Linked DNA regions of Callithrix jacchus: region 1 is linked to region 2. The links are chromatin contacts, called in public Hi-C maps. All regions are on one chromosome and are shown on one strand. The core of a region is the stretch at or near the end of the contact, and the rest is flanking DNA. Distances in the headings are between cores, read along the strand shown. Region 1 overlaps SLC45A3 (solute carrier family 45 member 3). Region 2 overlaps LOC103789298 (a long non-coding RNA gene).

Region 1 (6,704 bases), core at 2,226-4,725, 120 kb before region 2:
TGCGGAGGCTGGTACCAGAGAGGACACTCGGAGCTGTGTCTGGGCTGTTTCTTCTCCATCCTGGCCCCGACCTCTCCGTCAGGAAAGCAGGGATGGACCCCGTCTGCATACACAGCTCCTCATGGGTGTGGAAAAGCTCTGCCTGCAGTTTCAGGAGGGCCTCCAGCGGCTCTAGGAGTTTGATCAGAGTCATTGCCTGAATTTGGCAGAAGGAAAGGCGGAGCTTGTTCAAAGTCTAGAGGCAGTGGAGGAGTCAAGGCTGGATTTCAGATCGGCCTGGCTGCAGCCACAGTGTGCCCTCTGCTCCCCCAATGATGTACCACATAATCTCACCAGCGCCTTCCAGTTCAAACGTCCTAGAAGCATCTTGAAGCCTATTCCCAGCTACCTTTGTGTTGCCTCTCGCCCTCCTCTCCCCACAGCTGAGACTCCCAGTAAACCTTTAGACCCCTTCCTCTGCCTTTAGCAAGTGGCTTTGGCCACATCCTCTGAGGGCCAGTGGAAGAACCTAGCCTCCCACTGCTACAGGTAGAAAGGGGAAGGGCACTGGGGAGCAGGGCTAGTCTACAGCAGGTGTCCTCCAGCAGGTGCCTGTGGCCCCACATTCTCATCTCTCCCGAGACTGCACATGCCCTTCCCTCCCAGGCACTGATAGCCTCTCTCCCTCTCCAGGTGTGCGGATGGGCAGTCTGGGGCTCTTCCTGCAGTGCGCCATCTCCCTGGTCTTCTCTCTGGTCATGGACCGGCTGGTGCAGCGATTTGGCACCCGTGCAGTCTATCTGGCCAGTGTGGCAGCTTTCCCTGTGGCTGCCGGTGCCACATGCCTGTCCCACAGTGTGGCCGTGGTGACGGCTTCAGCTGCCCTCACCGGGTTCACCTTCTCAGCCCTGCAGATCCTGCCCTACACACTGGCCTCCCTCTACCACCGGGAGAAGCAGGTACTCATTGGCTGGTGGGTGGAGTCAGGGTGGAGGGGTGGTCTGGGTTTTTGGGAGGCCGCCTAGCCAAGAGCCTAGTATTGGCAAGCAACTTTGGAGAAGTCTTCTTTGGATCAGAGAGGAAGCTCATCCTAGTGCCAGGGCCAGAGGCTTGGGCTGCAGAAGAAGAGTGTAGATTAGATTCTGGGAATGACTTCCTGGGGTCAGGACTATGAAGCACTTGAATGGATGATTGCAGGAAATGCAAAATCCGTGTCTGGGAATCCCAAAGAGATAGGCCAGCAGGAGCCCTAGGCTTCTAGCCTGGCTGTTCCATGAAGAGGCAGGGGCTGGATCAGGTGACCCCTGGCCCACACAGCCTCAGCAGATGGGAGTGGGACTGGTCCGGCCTTAGCAACACCTCTTTTTTCAGGGAGTGGCAACCTGACAGCCTGTGTCCTGCTCTGGTCACTGAGATGGGGCAGGCTCCTTCCTGCCCCCTTTCTTTCTGGCTTATTTTTCTTTTCTGTCTAATTCCCTTTTCTTTTCCTGCCCCTCTCCTTTGCCTCCATCCTCTTCCACTTCCCCAGATGTAGACCTAACCCACTTGCTTGGACGCTGTGTAAGCTGTGGGGACCTCCTTCTTGGTCAGCCCCACACTAACCCCCAGGCACCCCCTTCCTTGGGAAGCCACCTAACCCAGGCAGTGTGGTCACCCTAGTCCCCTCCACTGACCTCACTGAGCTACAACCCTGGGGGCTGGACTCTGCCTTGCGGGGCAGGGGTGTCCCAAGAGAAGCGGAGATGCAGGCCTGCTCCCACAGAGCTCCCAGACTGTGGGGAAGACCTGCCCCTGCGCCTCGTAGCACTTGAGGAGAAGTAGGTAAGTTCACAGATGGGAGGCTGGTTAACTGAGTAGGTAGCTGCAGGGTGGGAGGCCTGGAGGGGAGGGACTAAGGTTTTGGTTGGGGGCGCCTGGTTCCTGAGACTCCTGTTGGCCCACTGATAACCTTCAGCCTCTATTCTTCTGATTGCCTGGGCTGGGGACGGGGCTGACATCAGTAGCCAGGCCTCAGTGCATGCTGGTTGTGCCAGGGAATGTTCTGGAGCTAGCCGTCTTCTCCAGATGGAGGAGTGTGTCTGTCCTCAGAATCACTCCAGACTCCAGCCTCACGGACGTTCCTGGGGTGGCAGACAGGGAGAAGTCCTGGGAGGCCCCTTCCTAACAGCAGCTGATGGCGGGCTTGCCGCTGCATGCTGTCTCCTGTTCCTTTGCCCACTTGCGCTGCATGGTGAGCCACGGGCTTCCCTGGTACCAGGTTTGAGCGCTGCCATGGCTCCTAGCTCTCAAATGCAGCCAACCCAACTCTTCTGGCCTAGGGATAGTGTTGGATAAGTCCTGGCCTTGTCCTTTAATAGGAGGCTCTGGGCCACTGAGGGTAGGGACCAAGGGGATGGTGCTCGACCAGTCACCGTGATCTAAGGCAGACAGCGGGAAGGAAGTGAGAGGCCTTCAACATTAGCACAGCTGGTGCCGGGGGAGGTGGGAAGAGGGGCATTTCGCCTGCTTGGGGTCTACTGGATTCTCCCTGCTTCAAGGCTGGGGACAGAGACCTCATGGCAGGGCAGCGACTTCAGTGGCCTCTGGGACCCCAGAGAGGCAGAGCTTCTATGCACAGGGTAATGAGGAATTCCGATGTCGAAGCAGAGGGCAGACAGGAAGGAAGAAGGTTAGGAGAGCCTGCGTGGGTGTGGGCCATCAGGGCCTGCCTTGGCTCTTCTTCCTCTATTCTGTGCATCTCTCTTCCCACCATCTTCATTCTCCCTGCGTCTTTTCCTTACCTTGGAGCTCTGTTCTCTTTCTGACCTGCGGTGTTGGGTTTGTCTGCCTCTTACCTGTTCTAAGAGGCTAGAGGAGCCCTAGACTTCAGGGTTCAGACTTGTCCCCTTGTCCCTGCCCTGCCCCGTTACCCTTCTCCCATTCCTGAGGAAGGGTCTTGGCTAGACCCAGACCAAGTAGGGTCTCCATCTTCTCTCCTGCTCCTGATTCTCATGAAGTCCCATTGCCTGTGTTTTTCTGGACCCTGGGATGGAGGCGAGGGTCTTTTCTCACATTTGGGGGGGTCCTAGTGCTGGGTACACACCTGTCCCCTTCCCCTTTTCTTCACCCTTCCGCCCTAGGTGTTCCTGCCCAAATACCGAGGGGACGCTGGAGGCACCAGCAGTGAGGACAGTCTGATAACCAGCTTCCTGCCAGGCCCGAAGCCTGGAGCTCCCTTCCCCAATGGACACGTGGGTGCTGGAGGCAGTGGTCTGCTCCCACCTTCACCCTCGCTCTGCGGGGCCTCTGCCTGTGATGTCTCTGTGCGCGTGGTGGTGGGTGAGCCCGCCGAGGCCAGGGTGGTTCCAGGCCGGGGCATCTGCCTGGACCTTGCCATTCTGGATAGTGCCTTCCTGCTATCCCAGGTGGCCCCGTCCCTGTTCATGGGCTCCATTGTCCAGCTCAGCCAGTCTGTCACTGCTTATATGGTGTCTGCCGCAGGCCTGGGTCTGGTTGCCATTTACTTTGCTACACAGGTAGTATTTGACAAGAGCGACTTGGCCAGATACTCAGTATAGAATACTTCCAGCACATTGGGGTGGAGGGCCTGCCTCACTGGGTCCCAGCTCCCCACTCCTGTTAGCCCCATCTGGGGGCTGCTGGGCTGGCCACCAGTTTCTGTTGCTGCCAAAGTAGTGTGGCTCTCCGCTGCCACCCTGTGGCGCTGAGGTGTGTAGCTGCACAGCTGGGGGCTGGGGCTTCCCTCTTCCCCTCTTCCCCTCTTCCCCTCTTCCCCTCTTCCCAGTCTCTAGGGCTGCCAGACTGGACACCTTCCAAGTGGGTTTCAGTCTGGACTTCTACAGAGAGGCCAGAAGGGCAGGGCATTTGATTCACTCCATGCACTGGAATGCGGGGACTCTGCAGATGGATTACCCAGGCTCAGGGTTAACAGCTAGCCTCCTGGTTGAGACACACCTAGAGAAGGGTTTTGGGAGCTGAATAAACTCAGCCACCTGGTTTCCCACCTCCAAGCCACCTTAACTTACAGTTTCATTTAATGTAGTCCTTGTGTGGGAGTTTCTAGGATGAAACACTCCTCCATGGGATTTGAAAGTATGAAAGTTATTTGCAGGGGTAGAGTTCTGAGGGTCAGTACACAAGAACCGTGTCCCCTCAGTCCACAGCACTGCCTTTTTGCTGATTCCCCACCACCACCACCACAACTCTCACCTTGGCCTGTTGGTCCCTCTGTTGCCATCATAGGGACACAGGCATTTAAACATTTAATTTATTTATTTAACGAAGTAGAAGGGAATCCATTGCTAGCTTTTCTGTGTTGGTGTCTAAGATTTGGGTAGGGTGGGATCCCCAGCAATCAGGTCCCCTGAGATAGCTGGGCATTGGGCTGATCATTGCCAGAATCTTCTCCTGGGGTCTGGCCCCCAAAAATGCCTAACCCAGGACCTTGGAAATTCTACTGTTCCAACTGATTTTCCAAATGCTGTTACCCAAGGTTAGGGTATGGAAGGAAGGTGGAGGGTGGGGCTTCAGGTCTCAGCAGCTTCCCTAACCATCCCTCTTCTCTCGGCCCAGCCTGGTCCCCCCCACTTCCTCTCCCCTCTACTCTTTCTAGGACTGGGCTGATATTTTTTTTTTTTTTTTTTTGAGACAGAGTCTTGCTCTGTTGTACAGGCTGGAGTGCAGTGGTGTGATCTCAGCTCACCACAACCTCCACCTCCCAGGTTCAAGCGATTCTCCTGCCTCAGCCTCCCGAGTAGTTGGGACTACAGGTTTGCGCCACCGTGCCTGGCTAATTTTTATATTTTCAGTAGAGACGGGATTTCACTATGTTGGCCAGGCTGGTCTCGAACTCCTGACCTCATTATCCACCCACCTCAGCCTCCCAAAGTGCTGAGATTATAGGTGTGAGCCACCACGCCTGGCCTGGGACTAGGCTGATGAAGGCACTACCTGAAATTTCCCCCACCCCCAACTTTCCCCACTGGCTCCACAACCCTGTTTGGAGCTATTGCAGGACCAGAAGCACAAAGTGTGGTTTCCCAAGCCTTTGTCCATCTCAGCCCCCAGAGTATATCTGGGGAATCTCACACAGAAACTCAGGACCACCCCCTGCCTGAGCTAAGGAGGTCTTATCTCTCAGGGGATTTAAGTGCCGTTTGCAATAATGTTGTCTTATTTATTTAGCGGAGTAAATATTTTATACTGTATGTGAGCAATCAGAGTCTAATGTTTATGGTGATAAAATTAAAGGCTTTCTTACATGTTTATTGGCATGTGTTTCTTTTATGAGGGGGAAAGACCAGATCTTTGTACAATGTTCTTAACTCTCAGTTCATGGGATCCTTTGGCTTTTGGCAGCTTCACTTCCCAGTGGCCACCAGCAGGTGGAGGCATAAACCAGCACTCCTTGTGTCAACTGCCAATTGGGTGGGGCTGTGCTGCACCTTGGATTGGGGGATATGGGATTTGGGGAGAGGGGATCAGGAAGAGTCTGGAGTGTGGGACAATGGTGGCATTTTCCTTCTAAAAGACCCCATAGTAGGGCTGGCCAGGGTGAGTCACACCTGTAATCCCAACACTTTGGGAGGCTGAGGCAGGTGGATCACATGAGGTCAAGATTTCGAGACCAGCCTAGCCAACATGGTGAAACCCTAAAAATATATTCTACTAAAAATGTACTTTAGAATATAAATAGGTTTAAATAAATATACATTACATAATTTATTAGAATATATATACTCTACTAAAAATATAAAACATTAGCCGGGTGTGGTGGCACGTGCTTATAATCCCAGCTACTTGGGAGGCTGAGGCAGGAGAATCACTTGAACCTGGGAAGTGGAGGTTGCAGTGAGCCAAGGTCGCGCCACTGAACAGCCTGGTGACAGAGCCAAACTCCATATCAAAAAATAAAAATTTAAAAAATTTAAAAATAGGACAGGTGTGGTGTCTCACACCTGTAATCCTAGCACTTTTGAGAGGCCAAGGTGGGTGGATCACTTGAGTTCGGAAGTTCAAGACTAGCCTGACCAACATGGAGAAACCCCGTCCTACTAAAAATACAAAATAGCCAGGCATGGTGGTGCATACTTATAATCCCAGCTTCTTGGGAGGCTGAGGCAGGAGAATCGCTTGAATCCGGAAGGCAGAGGTTGTGCTAAGCTGAGACCTCGCCATTGCACTCCAGCCTGAGCAACAAGAGTGAAACTCTGTCTCAAAAAAATAAATAAATAAAAATAAATAATAACTTTCTTTAAAAGACCCCATAGTGTGGCCAGGAGATGGAACAAACACCCATCACCCACAGCTTGGGAATAGGGAATGTGCTTGGCATGTGCACAATGAGGCTTTTGACCTCACTGTGCCTTAGTTCATGCCCCTTCCCTTCTCCTCCACCCTCATGCCAGGCAGGTCAAACTCAGAGTCCTCCCTGCCCTGCCATCTCCCCAATGCCTCCAACCTCAACTGGTTTTCCAGTTCCTTAAATGTCCAAGAGTTCAGTTCAGTTAACACCTATGCAAGAGCTTGTTTTCCTTATTTTTAAAAAATGTTTTACATTTAACTTTTTTATTTGGAAAATTCCAAACACACACAATAAGGAGCCAGATATAAAGAACCAAGCTGCAACAGTTACTAAGGTTCTGCCGCTTTGTTTCATGTATCTCCCCTTCCCACCTTCCCCCAGCCGGCAGGGGATGTTTAAAGCCCACACCAGGCAGTTTAGT
Region 2 (6,201 bases), core at 2,060-4,559:
CTAAAGGAAATGGAAGAGAAGAGCAGGCCGTGTGCAGTGGCTCACACCTGTAATCCCAGCACTGTGGGAGGCGGAAGTGGGAGGATTCCTTGTGCCCAGGAGTTAGGGAGTAGCCTGAGCAATATATCAAGACCCCATCTCTACAAGTAATCAAATAATTAGCCAGGCATGCTGGGGCACACCTGTAGTTGTAACTACTCAGGAGGCTGAGGTGGGAGGATGGCTTGAGCCCGGGATGTCAAGGCTGCAGTGAGCCAGGATTCACCACTGCACTCCTGCCTGGGCAACACGGTGAGGCTCTGTCTCAGAAAAAAAGTAATAGAGAGAGAAGGACAGGTGTTGAATTCCTTTTGTGTCCATCTGTGCTTTCTCCAAAGCCTTGGTTTAAGAGATACTAATACAGATGCTTCCTAATCCGGCTGCCGCTGCTTTCATCCTTATCCTCATATCCCAGGAGATTTACCAAGAGGATAAATCCCAGTTGGAAGACTTGGACATCTGGCTCCATTTTCGGTACCATCTCCAGATTAGGGCAGCCAGGGAGAAACCTGGACGTGGAGGGCACACAGCCTTGCACAGACACAGACAACTATGAAGTCAACTATTACAAGAGTCCCCGGCCAGGCACAGTGGCTCATGCTTGCAATCCCAGCACTTTGGGAGACCAAGGCCAGCAGATCATGAGGTCAGGAGTTCAAGACCAGCCTGTCCAATATGGCGAAACCCTGTTTCTACTGAAAAAAGCAAATATCAGCTGGGCATAGTGGCACACGCCTGTAGTCCCAGCTACTCAGGAAGCTGAGGCAAGAGAATCTCTTGAACCAAGGAGGCAGAGGTGGCGGTGAGCCGAGGTGATGCCACGCACTCCAGCCTCAGTGACAGAGTGAGATTCCGTCTCAAAAAAAAAAAGTCTCCATGCACAAAATCCTTCCATTAATAATCAATAATGGTTAATATTTACTAGATACTTAATATGTATGACATATTTTGAGGGCTTTTCCCTTGTGTCAGGGAAATGGGTATGTTTCTTACATCTCCATATTACACATCAGGAAACTGAGGCACAGATAGGTGAAGTAAGTGGCCCAAGGTCGCTCAGCTAACAAACAGTCTAGCCAGGATTTGAACCCTCTGGCTCTAGAGCCTATGCCCTTAACCCCGAGGCTATCCTGCCAGGGTTATACTATCTTCTTCAGGGGCTTCTGAGGCACAGCTTGACCCCTGACCCTCTTTGGGTACCCTGGGCCACCCCATGTGTCCAGAGTCTGATTTTGAACTCTAACCAGCCATCCCCACCCACCCCTTGGCTCCCCAGCAGAGTGAAGTGGATCAGCTCCAGCTCAAGACTGCTAGGAGCCCACTGAAGGGAGGCATTGCCTAGAGCCGTTTCATGCAGACTAAGCTCCTTCCAGCACAGCCTGGGCTGTTCATTCGGAGCTGTGGCAGGCTCACTGGGTCTTCATGGCAACGCTGGGGGGTGGACTAGAGTATCCTATACGGCATGTGAGGAATTGAGTTCCGTGAGGTTAAGTCACTGGCCCAGAATCCCAGAGTAGCCCAGCCAGGATTCAAACCCAGAACTCCCCGTGCCATGTGCGGCTCTCCTTCCACAAATCCACAGCTACACCCCAGGCATTCCTGGCTGACAGAGGTTGTAGTTTGGGTGTCTTACCATGGTCTAACCCACCAGACCCTAAGCTACAGTCTTCCCAATTCCTTTCCTTCCCAGACTCTCAGGAAACCACTTGTCAAACTTCTGCTTGCTACAGAATTGCTTGAGGAGAGAATTTCAAATGCAGATTCACAGAGTTCATCCCCCAGGGATTCGGACTTTGGAGGTTTGGGGTAAGACTCTGAATTCTTAGCAAACCCTCAGATAATTCTGAAGCAGTAGGGTCCTGATGCATCCATCTCTGAGAAACCCGCTTTACACCCATCTGAGCGGAATCTGTCCCAGCCCCTCACTCATGGCAGGGGCCCAGAAACATCTGAGGGATGAGTAAATGTTCCTGATTGTGTGGTTCAGGTTTGTCTTTTGGGGGTTGAAAATGTTATAAAGTGCAGTGAGAGATTTTCTAGGCTGAAGATGGGTCCTTTTGCCTTCTGAGAGACTGGGCTGCTTCTCCCGCATTTCACTCTGGAGGTGGAGGTGGAGTGAGGGGAGAGGGCCGCCCCTTGCGGGCTCAGCAGGGCCCTGGGCTGCGTCTGTGTTTTCAGACCAGGTTGCTGCTCTCTTGGCTGAAATCATAAAACAGAGCCCCACGGCAGTGTTTCTCAACCTGGGCTCCAACCATTCCGAATCACTTGTTATTTGTCAAAAATACAGATTCCTGCCCCTAACTCTGATTTGCTGAATTAGGAGGAGGAGGGGACAGGGCCCAGAAATCTGCACTCTGAGCCGGCACCCCACTCGTTGCTTATGCACATGAATGCTTGAGAAATTCTGTCGTAAAACATGGACTTTGGAGTGTCACAGACCTGGGTTGCAGTCCCAGCTCTGCCGCAAAGTAGCTGTGTGCAATCTCAGCCTCTGTGAAACTCAGCTTCCTCATCTATAAGAAATGGGTTACTACACATGCTTATTGGTCTTGCTGTGAGTTGATCCTCCCAAGACCAATGAAACCATGAGGAAATGTATGCAAGGCACGGGACACCTCAGAGAGGCGGCACCCCCAGCCTAGTGGTAAAGAGAGGGATGCAAAGAGGAATACTTTCTCTGGGAGCGCTGAGCATTACTCACCCACTGGCAAACACTGACCTGCTTCAAAACAATTCCGACTTTCCATTTCCTCTGGGGGGAGCTCAGTGAAGCTTTCAAAGGTGACTAGGTCCTTTCCCATACTCAGGTGTGAGCCATGCCAAGTCCCGTGTTGGGGTCATGTGTTGTAAACAAACATAATACAATTTTGACTCCCTCCACACCTCCAGCTGAGCCCTCCATCCACCCCCCCCGCACCCCCCCCATTTCCTCTCCACGTGACATTGCCAAATCCCTCACTGGGAATCAGGCCCAGTCTGAAAGGCCCTCTTGGTAAATCATGGGTCTGCCAAGGTCCCTGGGACCTTTAGCGTCAAAGCCAGGAGTCTCCAAGACCTTCCTTCTCTTTGGCTCTCCAGTCTGGCCATCCAAAGAAATGCCAGAGCTTTTAAAAAGTTTCAGCCATTCATAATGGGTGAGTCCGCTCCGGAAACATTCCCCAGCTCTGCTGAGAGCCTGCCAGGCGACTTGGTGACGTCCTGCTCACAGCACAGACAATGGGCATGGGAGAACAATGCTGAGGAGAAAAACATCCCCCCCTACCGCCCCCACGCCCGTCCATGGGCTCACATCCTCCTAGGAACCCGCCCCCCACCCCCCCATACTTTCCCAGCACTGTGGCGGGGGTGGGGGGAGGAGTGCAGAGAGGGGCTAGAGGACAACTGTGAGAGCAAGTGGGGGAGGGAAATCACCCAAATTTCCCCCATTTGGCTGCATTCTGAACCAGTTGGGTGAGTCAGATTAGAAGCCAAATCTGCTTATTCTGGCTCTCCTGCCAGCCCCGGGGCCACTGCTCATGGCCTGACACGGGACCGGATTAAAACCTCAGCTGGCAAACAAAGCAGTTCAAAGTCACTGACCTATGGTACGCAGCGTTTGGGCAGGGGTGTGTCTGGTAGGAGGCCAACCGTTGCCACTTAACCATATGCGAGGAGTTCAACCTCCCAGAGCCTGGGTTTCCTCATCCACTGAGGTGGGGAAATCGTGCATGCTCTGTCTCCCTCACAGAAGGTGAGGCAACATGGGCTGCTGGCCGTGAAAGCACCTTCATAACTATTAAAAAATTGGCCGAGTGCAGTGGCTCACGCCTGTAATCCCAGCATGTTGGGAAGCCAAGGCGAGTGGATCACTTGGGGTCAGGAGTTCGAGACCAGGTTGACCGACCTGGTGAAATCTTGTTTCTACTAAAAATGCAAAATTAACCAGGCATAGTGACATGCGCCTGTAATCCCAGCTACTTGGGAGGCTGAGGCAGGATAATTGCTTGAACCTGGGAGGCGGAGGTTATAGTGAGCTGAGATCATGCCATTGCACTCCAGCCTAGGCAACAAAAGAGTGAAACTCTGTCTCAAAAAATAAATAAAAAACAAACAAAAAATAATAATAATAATTATTATTATTATTTTAAAAATTACTTGGCCACCAACTGGTGTCATTACCCTAAGTCCCTGAAAGAGGTCATAGCCAGGAATTAGAAGGCATGGTCCTTTTCAACCCAGGCAGCTTACAACATAAACACGAGAAAAAGACTTAGACACTGAAAGCCTAGATTACGGACTAGGCCGTGCGTGGTGGCTCACGCCAAACTGAGGCGAGCCGATTGCTTAAGCTCAGAAATTCAAAACCAGCCTGGGCAACATGGTGAAACCCGGTCTCTACTAAAATACAAAAAGTTGGCCAGGCCTGGTGACATGTGCCTGTAGACCCAGCTACTTGGGAGGCTGAGGCAGAATTGCTTCAATCTGAGAGATGGAAGTTGCAGTCAGCAGAGATGGCACCACTGCACTCCAGCCTGGGTGACAGAGCAAGACTCTGTCTCCAAAACAAAACAAAACAAAATAGTGTAGACGCTAGAATTTCTAGACTGTCTGGCTGGGGGTAGGTCTGGCTGGGGATTGGGAGAATGCTTGGGGAACTTACTGAGAAGGGGTCACTGTTTCTATTCTAAGCTCTGTTTTTACTTTGGTTGTGGGTATTTGGGTGGCCTTTCGGGCAGTGGAGGTTATGAGGAAGCCAAGGTCCCTTGGCACCAGCATTAGCATAGGTCCCCTGGCTACCAACGGAACTGGGCACACACAGGAGTATTCACGGGGCTGATCAAGGAAGGATTCCTGGAGGAGGGGAGTTTGAGGCATGTCTGAAAGAAGAAGAGTGGGGAATACAAAACACAAAAGTGACAGCAGACAGGTTTATGTCAAATCCGGGAGCAAGAATGAGACTCTGAGGGCATCCAGGGCCCACCTTCATTGTAGGGACAGAGAACTAAGGTCTCAGCCAGGTGAGGGATTTTGCCAAAGGCCCAGTGACGGAACTGGAACTGGTGCTGCAGGGAGCTGGAAGGAAGGAAGTCCAAACAGAGGGAACGTGGACAGACGCAGGCACAAGGGTTTCAGGGAGAGGCGCCCACGGGGAAAGCGGGTCCTTGGTCTCATAGCAAGATTGAAGAGTCTGCAGAGAGGCCAGGGCCAGGGTACAAGGGGCTTAGGCACCTTGCTGGGGAGGAGGCACAACCCTTAGTGATGATAGTGGGACAGTGAATGAAATGTCCTGAAGCCTCTCTGGAGCCCCTCTGCAGCCCAGGAACACCTAGGAGTGGAGGTTGGGGAGTAGAGTTTGGAAACACCTTGGAAGCAATTGGCTGCAGCCGTGACTGCGAATGGTCATTCAAGTCTGAAGTCTGAGCAGGAGGATAGCCCCGAGGTGCCCGCTGCTGCATGGAAGGGAAGGGAGAGAGCTGGCCAGGCAAGAGTGGGTTCCAGCAGGTTCCTAAGGCAGCAGACACTTCCTGTTTACATTAATTCATTCATATTTTCATTCACAACTATGAGCCTAGCAAGGAGGCTAGGCTCAGTTTACAAGACTTGCAAGCCAGGTAGGTACTGCAGGGGCTGAGGAAGGCAGGGCAGGGAGGTGGAAGGATCAAGTCATCTGGGCAGCTGTTTACAATCTCTGGGATAATTCCTACTACACCTACAAAATGCAGATACCAGAACCCACTTCAACGCCATTGTTATTTCTGCAACTGATCTCTCTCCTTTACCAGGCTGTCAATTCTTTGAGAATATAACACTGTTTATTTATTTCTGAATCTCTAGTGTTTCACAGAGGGATCTAGGTCAAGAATTTTTTTTTTTTTTTTTTTTTTTTTTTGAGACAAGGTCTTGCTCTGTCACCCAGGCTAGAGCGCAGTGGTGCGATCAGAGCTAACTGCAGCCCAAACTCCTGGGCTCAAGCTCTCCTCCTGCCTCAGCTTCCAGAGTAGCAAGGACTACAGGCGTGCACCACCATGCCTGGCTACTTTTTAAATATTCTGTAGAAACGAAGTCTTGCTATATTGCCCAGCCTGGTCTCAAACGCCTTTCCTCAAGCAGTCCTCCTGCTTTAGCCTCTCAAAGCACTGGTATTACAGGTGTGAGTCACCGGACCTGACCCAAGGAGATATT

The links. Hi-C and Micro-C count contacts between places; a contact is called where the count stands out from the background.
Region 1: a Hi-C map of induced pluripotent stem cells shows a contact between it and region 2, with 2.3 times the contacts expected there. The contact joins two enhancer-like sites.

What each region holds. Positions count from the first base shown.
Region 1 is chr19:33,173,987-33,180,690 of calJac240_pri, reverse strand. It overlaps SLC45A3 (solute carrier family 45 member 3), which reads left to right. Exons shown (of 6, transcript XM_002760723.6): 5 at 673-938; 6 at 3,099-5,244. The coding sequence ends at 3,536. Among named protein-coding and RNA genes, the nearest start is that of SLC45A3, 24 kb to the left of the region's middle. Within about 2 kb of position 3,475, at least 5 of the 16 cell types and tissues checked have an H3K27ac peak or open chromatin away from gene starts, as enhancers often do.
Region 2 is chr19:33,056,734-33,062,934 of calJac240_pri, reverse strand. The region is part of intron 3 of LOC103789298 (a long non-coding RNA gene); the gene reads left to right. Among named protein-coding and RNA genes, the nearest start is that of SLC60A1, 27 kb to the left of the region's middle. Within about 2 kb of position 3,309, at least 4 of the 16 cell types and tissues checked have an H3K27ac peak or open chromatin away from gene starts, as enhancers often do.